Regions from separate parts of the Mus musculus genome. Here region 2 is linked to region 1. A link is a contact called in public promoter capture Hi-C data. All regions are on one chromosome and are shown on one strand. Each heading gives the region's core, a stretch centred on a gene start, on an enhancer-like site or on the middle of the called end of the contact. The rest is flanking DNA. Distances are from core to core; before and after follow the strand shown.

Region 1 (3,919 bases), core at 1,120-3,619:
GATACAGTCAGACACCAGGAGAGGCATGGTGGGACTTCTGGCTCTCCTCACACATGTCCTGTGAACCTCACTTTATAAGGACTCTGCTAGAGGTTAGTGGCAAGGAACCGTACAACAAGGTGTGTCTGGTATAACATGACCTGATAACAGGAGCTAACCCCTTCAGCGATGCTACCATGCAGCTCAGGGCTGGAGGGAGAGCCCACAGCTCATCATGTAGATGACTAAAGCCCTTTTCAAGGATAAATACGATGGTTGGTCCATGTGGCACTGTACCTCATTCTAAGCTGGATGCAATTCTACAAGCTGTCTCTTTGCAACAGCAGCCAAGGACATTCTCCTTTGGCAGGTTCTGCCTGACACCAGAGGACGCGACTGAAGCGGGCAGTGTGAAGGGACCCCAAGGTCCAACTGAAGCCAGGCCAGTCTGCTGTAAGGCTCAGCACTGAGGATGTAGCTGAGACAGCTAACCCGAGTTCTTAGGAGTTTTTCCCTAAAGAAGTGGGACCACAGAAGAAGTCTAGCAACAGCTGTCGGGTAAAGCCTGGGACTCTTGGAGTCTGTAGAGCCACTTGACAGTATGGTGCCCGAGCAGAACAAGTAAAGCCACACTTACCTGACAGTGTGGAACTGCTGATGGTGCTGGCTGGGGTGGTGACCTCGGGCTCCTCCTGAGTACACTCCTCAGAGGGAGGGACAGGTTTCTCTGGCTCCTCTCTGGGGTCTCCAGAGCAAGGGACAGCCTCATCTTGTTCCCCATCTGTCGAAATAGCCAGCTTGGGGAGCAAGCCAGAGCTGAGTTTGCACCTGTTGCTTTCAGTATCTGAAGAGTTGGAGGTCGATAACTGTTGCCTTAATTAAAAAACAAGAGCAAGTCACACCTCCACCTCCAGGAAACCATTAAGGGTTGAGGAAACCAGGCTAAAAGGGAAGCTGGATAATCCTAACCAATGGATGTCTGGAGCAATTGTTCTTATGATATGGTACCCAGTGTCAGCACAAGCAGGGGGCATGGAAGGACATCTATGCTGTTGGGGCAATCTGAGATCTACTGGAGTGGAAACTCTGGGCGTGGGTCTCAGATGCACTGCCCCAGCACACACTGTTTACGAGGGCCCTGGGGAGCTTCTCACGTACATTTCAGAGTATTCGGAACTCCAGCTGAGTGTCTCTGTGGATGGCAACGTTGTGCTTTTGGTCTTGTCCTCAGAGTCATCTTTGTCTTCTCCTGAATTTTGAGTTATGCGATCTATACTGCTGAAAACCTGCGGGGCGAATAACCATTGTTTATGAACTACATCTAAAAAGAGCTTGTCAGAAGTCTTAGGGAAAAAAATTAAAAAACCAAAACCCCGAATATTGAAGTAAAATCAGGAACTGGCAGACCCACACATGGTGGTGCACACCTTTCATCTCAGAACTTGGGAGGCAAAGAGCGGCAGATCTCTGAGTTCTAAACCAGCTTGGTCTACAGAGTGAGTTTCAGGACAGCCAGAGCTACACAGAGAAACCCTGTCTCTAAAAAACCAAACCGAACAAAAAAAATTGGAAACTAGGGCCATGTTGTGGAAAATGCTAACAAGGTTGTGTGCACGCCACAAGAGAGAAGGGTTAAGGTATGAAGACACATTCTTTTCGAGTGGGGGGGCTGGACTGACCCTCTCCTTTCACCAAACCTCAAGGACTCTGTATCTACAAAGAAGAATCGTAGATGCACTCAGGTTTCATGGTTTCGGAGCAATGTACATCTCAGACTGGCTCGGGGCTCAAAAAGTAACCAGATAGAGAAAATGATACAGAAAAGAAAAGGTGTTTAATGGCCGCCAGTCAGGAGTTGAGGTTGCGTGCGGGTAGAGGAAGGGATGGTGTGTTTCAGAACTTAGAGTGGGGCGGGTTCTGGGGAAGAGGGAGCTAACCAGATACCTTTGGCTTACAAATCAGGCAGCTGCAGCTGCAGTTGCAGTTGCAGGAGACTATAGCTTAGGCAAAGAGGCCTCTTTTTAGCCCACTTCTGAATCGCCACAGTCTCTCTAGAGTTAGAAGAAGATGAGGCTAAAGAACAGGAGGCCGGGGAAAATAAAACGCTTTCCAAAGTAAAGAAGCAAACTGTGTAGGAGGAGTTCTGAGAGAGAGCAAAGGATGGGTTGTGTTCTGAGGACCCATCCGATGTCAGTTAAACTTGCTTCAGGACACACATGCTGTAAGTCTCCAGGGAAATCCCTGCCCCCATGTTGGTCCTATAAACAGACAGGGGCAGCACTGGCTGATCTGCAGATGCATTTTGGGTAATCATTCAGGAAAACATACAGAGTGCTTTAAAATCACCAATTGTTATAGAATTCCTAAGGAAGAATCATGCAAAATGCCATGGCAACCACAAAGATGTAGCAACTGAGACTAGCAGAAAGGAGGTAGGGTGCCCTCTGGGTTTATTTCCATTATCCCTGGGTTCCCAACCTACCAAAAAAATCAGGTTGTTTGTTTGTCTGTTTTAAAATCTTACCTGAGTTTATAAAAAGGGATCTCTCTCAATCAATCTTATTTTCTTCTACCATTTCTAAACTTCTATCGTTGTCTTCCCACTGCCTTTTCGATATCAGTTATAATCTCTATTACCGATCAAAATATTTGCTTATCTCAAAGTCAAGTGTCCCCCAAGAACCCTGGCTCATGCAAAGAACTGAGTATCATTCCTGTGTTATACTGTGTCACAATAAGGGGGATCTCTGCACACAGTGACGCCTATGCCCTTCCTCATTGACAAAAGCCTCCACAGACTAGCTCTCAGCTAGACCTTAGGGGGCAGGTAGGCAAGTTCACCACATGACAACTCTCATGAAAGACAACAAAGCGTTGGCATCTTTGCCTCAAAGCAACAATCAACTCCCAAAGTTGGAGCCATGTCTTTAGGGTGGAAAACGGCTGCTTATTAAGTATATGAGACCATTTCCCCAACTAACTGGGAGTTTTGAGTGCTGGAGAACTCACACCCCACAAAGCGCAGGTGCTTTTACAGTCTAGTCCAACTGAGGTGGATACCAAGGTTTTGCATGCTGATGCCCCGTCCCACTTACTTTTGAAAACCTGTGTGAACAGGAAGAAAACTGCCTTATCTCCACGGTGAAGTCCTCATCGTTTGTATCGTCCTCCTCCTCCGTCTCCATGTGATGATACTTCTCTGACCGAGCTGCGGAGGAAGGGTTGGGAACAGTCTGGGTTACTCAGAGAGCTTCTGTATTTAACAGTGACAACTACCCTCTGAGGACCTGGAGCAGAACAACAGGGAGCTTTCTAGAATTTGTAGGTACGAAGTTGGAAAGTGTGAAGTTGGAGATGAACTATGGTTTTGTTTTTGTTTTTCTTTTTTTAAATCTAGGAAAGGCCAAAGGATGTCAGATAATGCACGTACTATCAAAATAACTTGTGTCATCCTCCGATTCCAGTTGGGGAATAAATTCCGCCTTCTGTCTCAGCAAACTGTTCCAGTCTAAGGAGCGGAAGAAACGATGCTGCTTCACTTCATAGGCTCCACCTGGACGGGGAGAGGAGCGAGGCTGAGAGGCTGAACCACCCTCTGTACAGGAAGCACCACGCTTACAAACAGTTCACGATATTTGTTAGCAGAGAAATGAAGAAGTGGTGGAGTCCACACTACCTCCCCCCCCCCCGCCCCCACCTTCTACAACCAAAACTTGAAAAAAAAAATTTCTAGACTTTATCAGCAGGAAATCAGATTTTGCTAACAGCGGTTGCTATAGCACAGATTTTTCTCAGTTAATTTTTCTACGACTTCTTCCATTTTTCAAAGGTTAATGACAGGGCCACTTAAAATCACATTATACTGAACCTGGGGACATGGACGCACGTTGGCCCAAAAACAGACTTGCTCATTACAAACCCTGAAGATCCTAACAAGGTG
Region 2 (4,285 bases), core at 1,349-3,848, 190 kb after region 1:
TAAAAGTAGTGACTCAGAACCTGGTCTAAGGGGGGGGGGGGTGGTGGCAAATAGGAAATAGCAGTGGAGAATCCATTCTAAGACCACAATGAGAAAGAACTGCTCCTCTCATTTTGATGTATGTCTGTAATGTCTTACTGCCGGCAACCAGTGATGACTCAGTTGAGGAAATCTCATGGACAAAGAAAACAGAAAAGCAGAAGTCTCCAAGAAATAAAGCTCATCTCCCTTTCTTCCTGGGGTTACCAGCACAACTAGAGCAAGCCCATCAAAACTTTCATTCTCCGCTACATGAAACTAGAATATGTAGCGTCTTCAGCAGCAGATTGGACTTTGTAGCTCATTCTGAACGCTCGGTTTCCAAGAACAATGCAAAGCTGAGAATAATAAGACAGAGCACTCATCTTGGAATAGTTCACACGTGTTCCCTAATGAATTCTCACAACACCCCCAAGAGGTATTATTATCCACGCTACTGCTGGGGAAATGTGAGGAGTTTTTCTTCCCCCTTCGGTTTTGCATTTGTATGACTTCTCGAGCTGAGACACCTCTGTGCTTGACTGTATCAGCGTTCTGTGCTTTCAAAGAATATCACAACTTCATTCTCTCACCAACATGGTGGGTGTTAATGGCTGTATCCACAGATTTTTAAATGTAGGAAACAGGTTTTTTTTATAATGATGTTGAATGCTGTTTTTCCTAGTCACAAAATCGAACACATGGGACATAGCTTTGAGTCCAACACACACAGGCACATAGATGTGTACACACACACACACACTATCTCACCTGGATAGACATATACACACATTTGACAAAGTAGATTTTTTTCTTTTTCTCTCTCTTTTATTTTCATTTATCACAAGAATAATTAGTAAGAGGTACTGGTGAAGGCACCATACAGTAATTTCAACATGAAGCCAACATTCAAAGAGTGAGTTCAGTGGAGTAGTCAGAATATTTGGGCCACAAAAGAGCTCAACAATGGGCACTCAGAGCTGCTAGGGCCAAAGGGAGGGTGAAGAGTGCACGGTACAAGGAAAGGTCCTGGCCCCTGGCAAATGGAATGGCACTACTTCTTCAGTCACGAGGAGGAGAACGCTCTCCTAATAGGGCTCACAGGATCCTCCAAAGGTCACAGCAGTGCTGAGAACATCATCACCCCAGGCAGCAGGCCATTCCAGCTAAGGAAGCTGGCTGATCCTGCTCAGCTTGAAACAGCATAGATCCTGGAGCCCCTAGGACCCACAGCCTGGCTGCTAACTGAACCTAATTTGAGCCACGTTACAACATCTAGACTCTCTAAAATAATCTTAAAAGGGCAAAGTGGGCAGAAGATGGAATAATGCATGCAGGACCAAGCAGAAGTTTTTCCCCCTAATGACAAAATTCCCCTCTCTAAATGGAATATTATATTCTAGAAACGTAATTACGGTGACTGTAAGTGGATGCCGGGAGAAAGGGTGACAGAACAGACGCGTGCTATAGAAGAGCAATGAGGCTCTCCAGCCCAGGGCTGAAGCGAGGGCCACAGTAGAACATAGTCAATACACTGGGAAATAGGAATAATCTGGAGTTCTAATTAGGAGGGTGTCAAAGTGCATGAGGACCGCGATAATCAGACCACTGCAAAGTCCAACGCGATTTGGACCAGGGCAAAGAGGAAAATGCTGCCCCCACAAACAAATTCTCCCTAGGCCTCCAGTGCCTCAACAGTCAACAAATTCAGTTCCCATCCCCACAGACAACATGTCTATATGTGTGAAACATCAGGAGTAGCACCAGGCACAGGGTGAGCTCTCTCTACGATTGCCAGAAATTAAGCCACTTTGCATACAAACACCTAGATTACTGATCTGGGAGTTGAAACCCCGTCGTCAGTAGAGTGAACGGAAAAGTGAGTATGCAAATGTGAACAAGTGAAGGGAAAATGTAATCGCGGGGACAAATTGACCAGATCGTTTGTTCCCAGGGTCAGGACCATCCCTACAGTGGTGCATGTATACACAGGCTCTGCAAGGACTGACATATTCCCCAGCCTCCACTCTCCTCAAAAGCCTTGCTTGCTATCTGGCCTCCTAAGACTTTGCCCCCTAATTGGATTGAGTGACTGCATAGCAGATAAGCTTATGAGGTTATGATGTCCATTAATACATAATATATAAATATGTACATATATACATATATAGTTAAGCTAGGTGTGGAGGCACACATCTGTAATTCCATCACTTAGGACCCTGAAACGTAAGACTTCAAGGTCAAGGACAGCCTGGACTCTATAGCAAGAACTTGTCTCAAGAGCACTATGATCTTCCAGTCAAACAAAAGGAAACCAGGGTTGTCTCATGTATCCTTACCCATTGACATGACATGTGAAATCTTCTACCCTGCATCATCCCTCCCAGGGAACCAGAGAAAACAGCCTGGTCCTCCTTTGCAGTCTTACAACAGCAGTCTTCCCAGTAGCCACACTTGCAGAAACATGGGAAGGGTGGGTCAGCAGAAGTGCTAACAGGCTTGTCCACACTGCCCCTGCCACCTCTTCCGTAACATCTGAGGCTGCCAACCTTCCCATCTCTGCCTCAGCCATGCTCACAAGGTCAGCACAGTGTGTTACCACTAGGATCATCACTGTGTGGCACAGCCATCCATCCTCCACAGAGTGACCACCCTACATTGATTTAGTACTACAGAATAATTCAGAAATAAATCTCGGGAACATATAAAGCAATTCATTAAACCGTCGCATTCACAAAAGCACAGGAACTTGTATCATAGAGTACAGAGAAACTACCATCTGCTGTGAGCTTGTTCAGATTTTTTTTTCTCTTTTTGCAGTGTTCTCTCCAAAGCAAAAGGGGAGGGGGAGGGATACAAAGAGGAGTGGCTGCATTTATCCAAACAGCAAATGGAACTAAAAGGACACAATGGTTCTGCAGTCGGGTGACATTCTAGTGAGAAGGGGACACAGTGATGTTCCCGGTGAGAAGGAGACACGGAATTAGAACACATTGCCGCACGCTTGGTAAACACTGTGTCTGCCTCTCACCATGGCAACAAGTGAGGTGAAGAGAAGCCGTGGATGCCCAGCAACATTTCCAGCAGCAAGACAAATATTCCAGCTCTCCGACGGACTGCTGGACTGCGTTGGCTGACACTGTTCTTATGCCCTCCCTGCTAGGGCACTGTCTGCCTTTGTTGCTCACCACTCCCAGAAACAATATGCGTCGTGTTCTTGCTGGCACAAGGCACACTCAATGCTGAGAAGCTTCTGTTCCTAAGTTCCCACTGAAGTTGGCAATTTGTAGATGGAGGCTATACATTCAGGGTCCAGGTAGTTCACAATGGCCTCAAGGTCACAGCACTTGAGGCTTAGGACACTGGCCAAGACTCAGGAACTTTCCTAGTCTTTCCAGTCAAAAATCTCAGATGCCTCCAGGTCCAGTCAGCTAACGTGAATGAATGAAATGAAGTAATGCAATGGGCTGGAGAAAAGGAGCCCACAGACCAAGGGCAGCAGCAACCTACTCAGAGACAAAACACTGCCAGGGCAAACACAGACTCACTGAAGTTCCTTACACATAGCTCCGGATCCATCCAAACCCAGCTCTCGCTCTCTTTTTAAATCTCTATGTGTGCAATTATGTGTGCACATGTGTGCGTGCACATGCTCAAATATGGGTGTACTTGTGCTATGGTGCATTCGGAGAGGACAGGGACAACCTCAGGTGTCAGTCCTTGCCTTCCACTTTGTTTGAGACAGGGTCTCTATGTTGCTTCTCTGCTTCTCTCACCATATGATCTGGCTGGTTTTCCCATACCCTTATAAAGATGTTGGGATTATAGACATGTGAACAACATGGCCAATAAGAACTGGTCTGTGGGTTTTGAGCATCCAAACTCAGATTCCCACACTTGGATGACAAATACTTTTACCCACTGGCCCACCTCCACTTTTTCAAAACCCATTCAGCAACAAGAACTTTACTTAGTATTTAGTACTGGTGCCCCTCAACTTACAATGAGGCTCTGTCCCAATAAAACCATATTTTATTGTCCAGAACCATTTATCACCAGGGTCTAGTAACGACATGTTTGGCTTTGCTCCTTCTTGATCACAGGGTTGGCTAGGAACTAAGCTCAGTGCTGCCGGCCAAAAAGCTCAGTGCTGGCCAAAAAACTCAGCACAAAAAGACAAGATCACACACAACTAGCTTGTAAATGACATTCTTGGAACAATACAACATTCAAAACTTGAAGCCTGGCTTCTATTGAACATATCCAA

What was found. Promoter capture Hi-C pulls out the DNA fragments that hold promoters and counts their contacts.
Region 2: a contact with region 1 is called in a promoter capture Hi-C map of hippocampal neurons, with 2.2 times the contacts expected there. The contact joins the enhancer-like site here to the promoter of 1700099I09Rik in region 1. A contact is called at or near these places in 9 of 39 promoter capture datasets (the 3T3-L1 cell line, the HPC-7 cell line, HPC-7-derived erythroid cells and 5 more), 1 of 484 Hi-C or Micro-C datasets (cortical neurons), 2 of 115 datasets of contacts at active chromatin or transcription factors (embryonic stem cells and pancreatic cancer cells) and 3 of 9 other capture datasets (adipose tissue, embryonic stem cells and liver).

The regions. Positions count from the first base shown.
Region 1 is chr13:102,757,886-102,761,804 of GRCm38.p6, forward strand. It overlaps 1700099I09Rik (RIKEN cDNA 1700099I09 gene), which reads left to right and starts at 2,370. Exons shown (of 2, transcript NR_130318.1): 1 at 2,370-2,411; 2 at 3,377-3,919. It overlaps Mast4 (microtubule associated serine/threonine kinase family member 4), which reads right to left. Exons shown (of 29, transcript NM_175171.3): 20 at 3,410-3,532; 21 at 3,075-3,187; 22 at 1,138-1,265; 23 at 617-852.
Region 2 is chr13:102,943,598-102,947,882 of GRCm38.p6, forward strand. All of the region lies in intron 4 of Mast4 (microtubule associated serine/threonine kinase family member 4), which reads right to left. All of the region lies in intron 3 of Gm30106 (a long non-coding RNA gene), which reads left to right. Among named protein-coding and RNA genes, the nearest start is that of Gm30106, 38 kb to the left of the region's middle. Within about 2 kb of position 2,599, at least 43 of the 459 cell types and tissues checked have an H3K27ac peak or open chromatin away from gene starts, as enhancers often do. A contact at or near this core is called in cortical neurons and hippocampal neurons, where this site is marked.